2 separate regions of the Anas platyrhynchos genome follow, and region 1 is linked to region 2. A link is a contact called in public Hi-C data. All regions are on one chromosome and are shown on one strand. The core of a region is the stretch at or near the end of the contact, and the rest is flanking DNA. Distances in the headings are between cores, read along the strand shown.

Region 1 (2,754 bases), core at 69-2,568, 81 kb after region 2:
GCATCCCAAGTGGATTATTGCTGCCTGGCAGCGGCACAGATGCTGGCAGCGCAGCTTTATCAAGATTTTCCGGCGCGCGGAGGGCAGCCCCCACTCCCCATCAGCATGACTATCTCTGAGCAGACTATCTCTGCTCAGATAGTCCCTTAGTTATTTCTGCCACTGATTGCTTTACTGGAGAGGTCATACCCCGAACCAGGGTGGGTGCAGGAACTGACAATAAAGATCATAGAATCATAGAATATCCTGATGTTGGAAGGGACCCTTAAGGATCATCAAGTCCAACTCTTGACACCGCACAGGTCTACCCAAAAGTTCAGACCATGTGACTAAGTGCACAGTCCAATCTCTTCTTAAATTCAGACAGGCTCGGTGCAGTGACCACTTCCCTGGGGAGCCTGTTCCAGTGTGCAACCACTCTCTCTGTGAAGAACCCCCTCCTGATGTCAAGCCTAAATTTCCCCTGCTTCAGCTTAACCCCGTTCCTGCGGGTCCTGTCGCTGGTGTTAATGGAGAAAAGGTCTCCTGCCTCTCGACACCCCCTTACGAGGAAGTTGTAGACTGTGATGAGGTCTCCCCTCAGCCTCCTCTTCTCCAGGCTGAACAGGCCCAGTGACCTCATCCGTTCCTTGTATGTCTTCCCCTCCAGGCCTTTCACCATCTTCGTAGCCCTCCTCTGGACACTCTCCAACAGTTTCATGTCCTTTTTATACTGTGGTGCCCAGAACTGCACATGCCGTGCTTGATGCACCCCAGGACACGGTTGGCCCTCCTGGCTGCCAGGGCACACTGCTGGCTCATATTCAACTTGCTGTCTACCATGACCCCCAGATCCCTCTCTTCTAGGCTGCTCTCCAGCGTCTCATGGCCCAGTCTGTACGTGCAGCCAAGATCATGTCAGCCGCATTCCTGAGGTCTCAGGTTTTGTACTCGGCGGTCTGTCAGTCCCAGACGATACTGACAAGGCTTGCACCGCCACCATAGCAAGCTGCTGTTCAGTTTTCATACTGCACAGCACATTAATCACATCCCACTTACATCTTTATCTAGCTTTCCACTTGAGATGGCTTTATCCCATAAGCGATCTCTTACATGCCGCCACTCAGCTGGACTAAACATTAGAGGGATTCCCTTCAGAAAACCCTCCTTCTGAGCCCAGTGCACCAAGGATTCGATCTTTGTTTTACATTGCAAGATATGCCTGTCTTAGAATGCTAGAGAAGCTGGATAACTGCTTCCTTCTCCATGGTTATGTCAGACGACCTGCAGGGTCGTGATCTCCACCCCTCTGCTGTGTGCCAACTCACCACACGATGGCGGTCGTCTGCCGTTTCCACTGACACCTCCGATCTCCCGTAGCAACTCGGCCCCGGATGTCCCGCGTCTCACCGCAATACATCACTTTTCCGCGTCTCACCGCGATCTCCATCTATCTCCATAATCTCTGTATCTATCTCTGCATCTCACCGCGATCTCTGTATCTATCTCCGTGTCTCACCACGATCTCTCTGTTCAGGTCTGTGCTCGGAGTCTCAGCATCTCTCAGGTCTCTCAGCGTCTCTCTGGTCTCTCAGCATCTGTGGGTCTCAGCCTGTTCGGGCGCCATATGTTGCAGGAAAAATGGCCAAAAACACAGCAGACACTAGTATGGTCAGATCACGCTCTTCTTCATTATTACCCAAATAGCCTGACTTTTATAGCAAACTTAACAAGGGCAGATAGTGTCTCACACAAGATTATTGGTCAAAAGCACTCAGACAAACAACTGCAAGAAAACAACCCCCTTGTGATTAGCAGTCACGTAGATCCCGTTCTTGAAGCCAGCTGCTGGCAACAATATCTTTCTAAATTCCTCAATCGGGCGATGTGGGAACGCTGTCATGGGAACTTCTCATAGTCGTCCTGGTAGCTTGGTTTGCTCAGCTGCAGCAAGTCATGGCCTCCTCGCTGTTTCAAAAATCCCTCAACACAGAGATATTGTAAAACATGATCAGCACAGTCACAGCTTTTATAGTCCAAACACCCAGTGAGGGCTTGATAAACCCTCAAGAAAATAAAAAGGAGTAATGTGTATTACAAGTCTTCTCTTCAGCGTCACTGAGTTCTTTTCCATTCCTCTTAACTTTATAATAATTATAATCAAATTCTAGTGGTGAACATCAAACATTTGTACATGTTCATGATAACATTACAGGAGCATGTCAAGTTTATGGTTGGCATTTCTCTCTACCCTAAGAAACCCACCTACTTTTATTTTTCTGAAAAAAAATTGTTAGGCGGGCAATGGAAGCAGGTTCCTGCTCAGGGTGGTAGGGGAGCCCTGTCCCTCCCTGCCCACCTCACCTTCCCACCTACCCTTATATAACAGGTATGAAGCTCTAGAATATGACAGTCAAAACAATAATGTAGGTGAAAGCACGTCCCAGTTGGAGAGGGTGCCTAAGGCAAGGCAACATACCCCATGCATTGCTACATCTTTTGTCTAGAAAGAAAGATTATTGTCATGGGGAACTCCCTTTTGAAAGGGACAGAGGGCCCAATATGCCAACCAGACCCAACCCACAGGGAAGTCTGTTGCATCCCTGGGGCTCGGGTGAGAGTCATTGCTAGGAAAGTCACTTGCCTAGTAAGGCCTACCAACTACTACCCATTACTGGTCTTTCAAGCTGGTAATGACAAGGTAGCAAAGAGAAGTCCAAGAGTGATCAAAAGGGTCTTCAGGGCTTTAGGGCAACTAGTTAAAGGTTCAGAGGT
Region 2 (3,132 bases), core at 265-2,764:
AAGATCAGAAAAGTTAATGTGTAAGTTCCTCTCCTTTCCCTGATTTTTTTTCTTTTCCTTTTTTTTTTTTTTTCTTTTTTTTTTCCTTCTTTATCCTGCTGCTATCATGATTCTGAGAAAACTCTAATCAAATCTAATCTATCACAATCAAATTTGGGTAATTCTGATTCTGCATGTCTTCTGCTACTAGAAAGGAACATGGGCTGTGATGAAAAATTCTGTTAAGAGAAACATTATTACAGTCTACACTCTATGAGGTAGGGGAAATACTTGAAAATATTGTAGCATCAGCCGCATATTAAACATTAGGTGAGTATTCTCCACTGGGCTACTTACTACCCCTCATTTTTTGTTAATCTGGATTGCATTCATTTTTGCATTCAAAACTAGTCTCATTTAAAACCGTACCTTTCTTAATCTGTTTTTCAGTTGCAGGGTAGGGAATCTTTCTGAGGCAGCTCAAGTTTCATAAAGGTTAGATTTCCTGTGTCCTCATGGTGAAAGAGAAAACTTGGGATAAAACAACAACAACATGATTTTGGTTTGCCCTCTCAAAAGAGATTACAAATGCCATACCCTACTATAAAACCTATACCTGTACTGCAGCCAAACCCAATCCTAATGTGAAGAGGCCTTACAGCATTTATGCAGTGGTGGGTCATGCCTTAGGATACCAAAATAATGATATAAACTAGTTTAAAAATTATTATTCCAGTGTCTTAATGCAAATGTATACATAGACTTTTAAAAAGTCAGCTATATAACTATCTTGCATTTGAAAGATTGAGGCACCACTGCTCATTAATTCAATCTTATTTCTTTTCTTCCTCATCTCTGCAGAAGGATTATTTTATTTCCAGTACTTTAGCACAGCAATTACCAAGTTATGGTCCACTTAGATATGGTGGACTCTGGTCTGATTGGACTCTGGTTATAAATTCAGAAGTGAGGATGCATGACAGTTCATTAGACTTCTGCCAACTCCTGAGCAGTCTCTTTTTAAATATTTCTGAGTAGATTTCTCACTGGTGCATCTCTACTGTGTCAACCCTAGACCTGGTCCTAACCAGATAGTGAGGTGGGAGACGCAGGGTTTTGTGGAACACCTACTCCACTGCACAATCCAGCCCATTCCTTTCTAGTTAATTATTTTTAATTGTTTATTATTTGTCAACAAGCACAATTTATGACAAAATGGGCAGCCAGGATCAGAAGGATCAGAACCTTACAGAGCCTGGCAGGACACAAGTAACTGATGCTCCTTGGTTTCTTAATTTCCCTCCTGAAGGGAGCATAGGATACGAGGAATGGCAGAAACTGCTACACCTGGCCTCAACTCTCGTACTACCCGATGCAGGTTAACGCACGCACGCCCCCACCCCGTCTCCCTTAGCTCCTAGCCGTGGGAGCGGTAAGGAAGTTACCTCCTCCCGCTCGCGCGGCCTCCTCCCACCTCTCCCTGGCCACCTGCTGCTGAGCACTGGGTAATAAGCAGGGAGGAGAAGAGAAACCCTGCTGGCAATAACCAGCCATTTAAGGCAGCAAAGGCAGAGGCTGCCCCTAGGCTGATTCATTACCTCACGCTTCGGGGAAGGCGCGAGCGGCTGCCAGCTAGACAGCCTGCCTGGCCTATGGAAGAGAGCGGCAGAGGGGGTCGGGCAGGCGGTGCCGAGCGCTCGCCAATGCCTGGACAGCGAGGGCGGGCGTTTGGCTGAGCCGCCGCGCCGGCTTGAGACTGGCTCCCAGTAGCGCCTGAGCCAGGGAGAGAGTTAGGTTAGGCTGGCAGGACTTGCTGCTGCCTCGGAGAGCCGGTGGTAAGTACGTGCTTCTTGCGGGTGAAACAGTCCGGTTCCTCAGCCCTTTCTCCCTCCCCCCTTCTTCTTTTGAGCAGGGATGTTTCTTGCCCCCCACCCCCTGTTCAGCTTGCTGGCTAATTAATTTGCATTCGGTTAATGAGGACCCAAGGGGAGGAGGCGGGAACGCTGGCGTAGCTGCCCAGCGCTGTCTCTTATCGGTGGTGCCGTGGTGGGATCAGAGTCTCTCCCAATAAGGCAGGGGTGCGCAGCCCTGTGCTCCGTGCTGTCGTTATGTAACAGCCTCGGGGGGCCGCGGGCAAGGCGGCGGTTGCTTCTTTCTGCAGTAGCCGCTCCCCCTCTTCTATTTCGTTCATTTTATTTATCAATTCATTTATTTTTCCCACGCGACCCATGTGGAGGGGAGAGGGGCTCTGTGCAAAGCTGCTTTCGTTCCCCTGGCCCGCCGGTCGGGATGCGGCCCCCAGTATCTGGCCGCAGTGGGTTCCTCCCGCTGCGAAGAGACGCGCGATCGCAACCTGTGCGGGGGAGAAAGGGGTTGCTTTCCTGCTCCTCAGGACATTGCAGTAACAGATTAGTGGGTGGGTTGTGCGCGACTGGCTAGCCCAGGTCTAGGTGAAGGTTTCTCCCAAAGAAAAATCCACCTTGCGTGCAGACTAAATAAATTAATGTCTACCTGTGCTTTGGAGCCGATATTCTGTTTTTGGTTATAATTTGGAGACGACAATAAAACCTTAGCCCCTGCAGAGCTACCTTATTGCGTTCTTGTGCAGAGCAAGCAGTCAGTCCCCTTTTGTGAAGATGGATGGGTGGAGAAGCTTTTTTTTTTTTTCTCCCCTGAAATGCCCAAGGGGCTTTGCCAATTAGAACCGCCCCTATATGACGTCCTCCATGAAAACTAGAATCTGGTATCAAAGAGTATTTACGGATTGCAGTATAACACCTGCAGGTATAAAGCTGAGAGCAGTACTCTGGGGTGAAAAACTGGATGAAACAAAATATTGTGAATTAATTGGTTCTCCCCGATCCTGGCTAACTAGTTTGAAAACCAGTAAAAACAAAAACACCAAGTCATCACTGGTTACTAGTATGTCTTAGATTCTGGGTAAAAGCTCTGGTATTCTGGTTGAATTCTTCATTAGTGAAATTGGGTATCTTCTGCAAGATGTCAAATACACAAGTGGAAAATGTGTGTCTGAAACATTGACAGCTTTATATATATTGACAGCAGCAGTAGATGCTGCTGACAAGCATCTTACCTGTTAATGTTTTGCAGGGTCTACATAGACAGGTGTGTGTGTGGTGGGAAGGGGGTGAA

The links. A called contact is a pair of places that touch in the nucleus more often than the background predicts.
Region 1: a Hi-C map of subcutaneous adipose tissue shows a contact between it and region 2, with 2.1 times the contacts expected there. The contact joins the enhancer-like site here to the promoter of TPPP in region 2. A contact is called at or near these places in 2 of 8 Hi-C or Micro-C datasets (skeletal muscle and subcutaneous adipose tissue).

The regions. Positions count from the first base shown.
Region 1 is chr2:93,278,858-93,281,611 of IASCAAS_PekinDuck_T2T, forward strand. LOC119715799 reads right to left here. Exons shown (of 4, transcript XM_072033188.1): 1 at 1,308-2,754. The coding sequence starts at 1,429. It overlaps LOC140001529, which reads right to left. Exons shown (of 2, transcript XM_072033186.1): 2 at 1-1,591. Among named protein-coding and RNA genes, the nearest start is that of CLASP2, 5.6 kb to the right of the region's middle. Within about 2 kb of position 1,319, at least 2 of the 8 cell types and tissues checked have an H3K27ac peak or open chromatin away from gene starts, as enhancers often do. A contact at or near this core is called in subcutaneous adipose tissue, where this site is marked.
Region 2 is chr2:93,197,866-93,200,997 of IASCAAS_PekinDuck_T2T, forward strand. TPPP (tubulin polymerization promoting protein) reads left to right here and starts at 1,515. Exons shown (of 5, transcript XM_038174420.2): 1 at 1,515-1,814.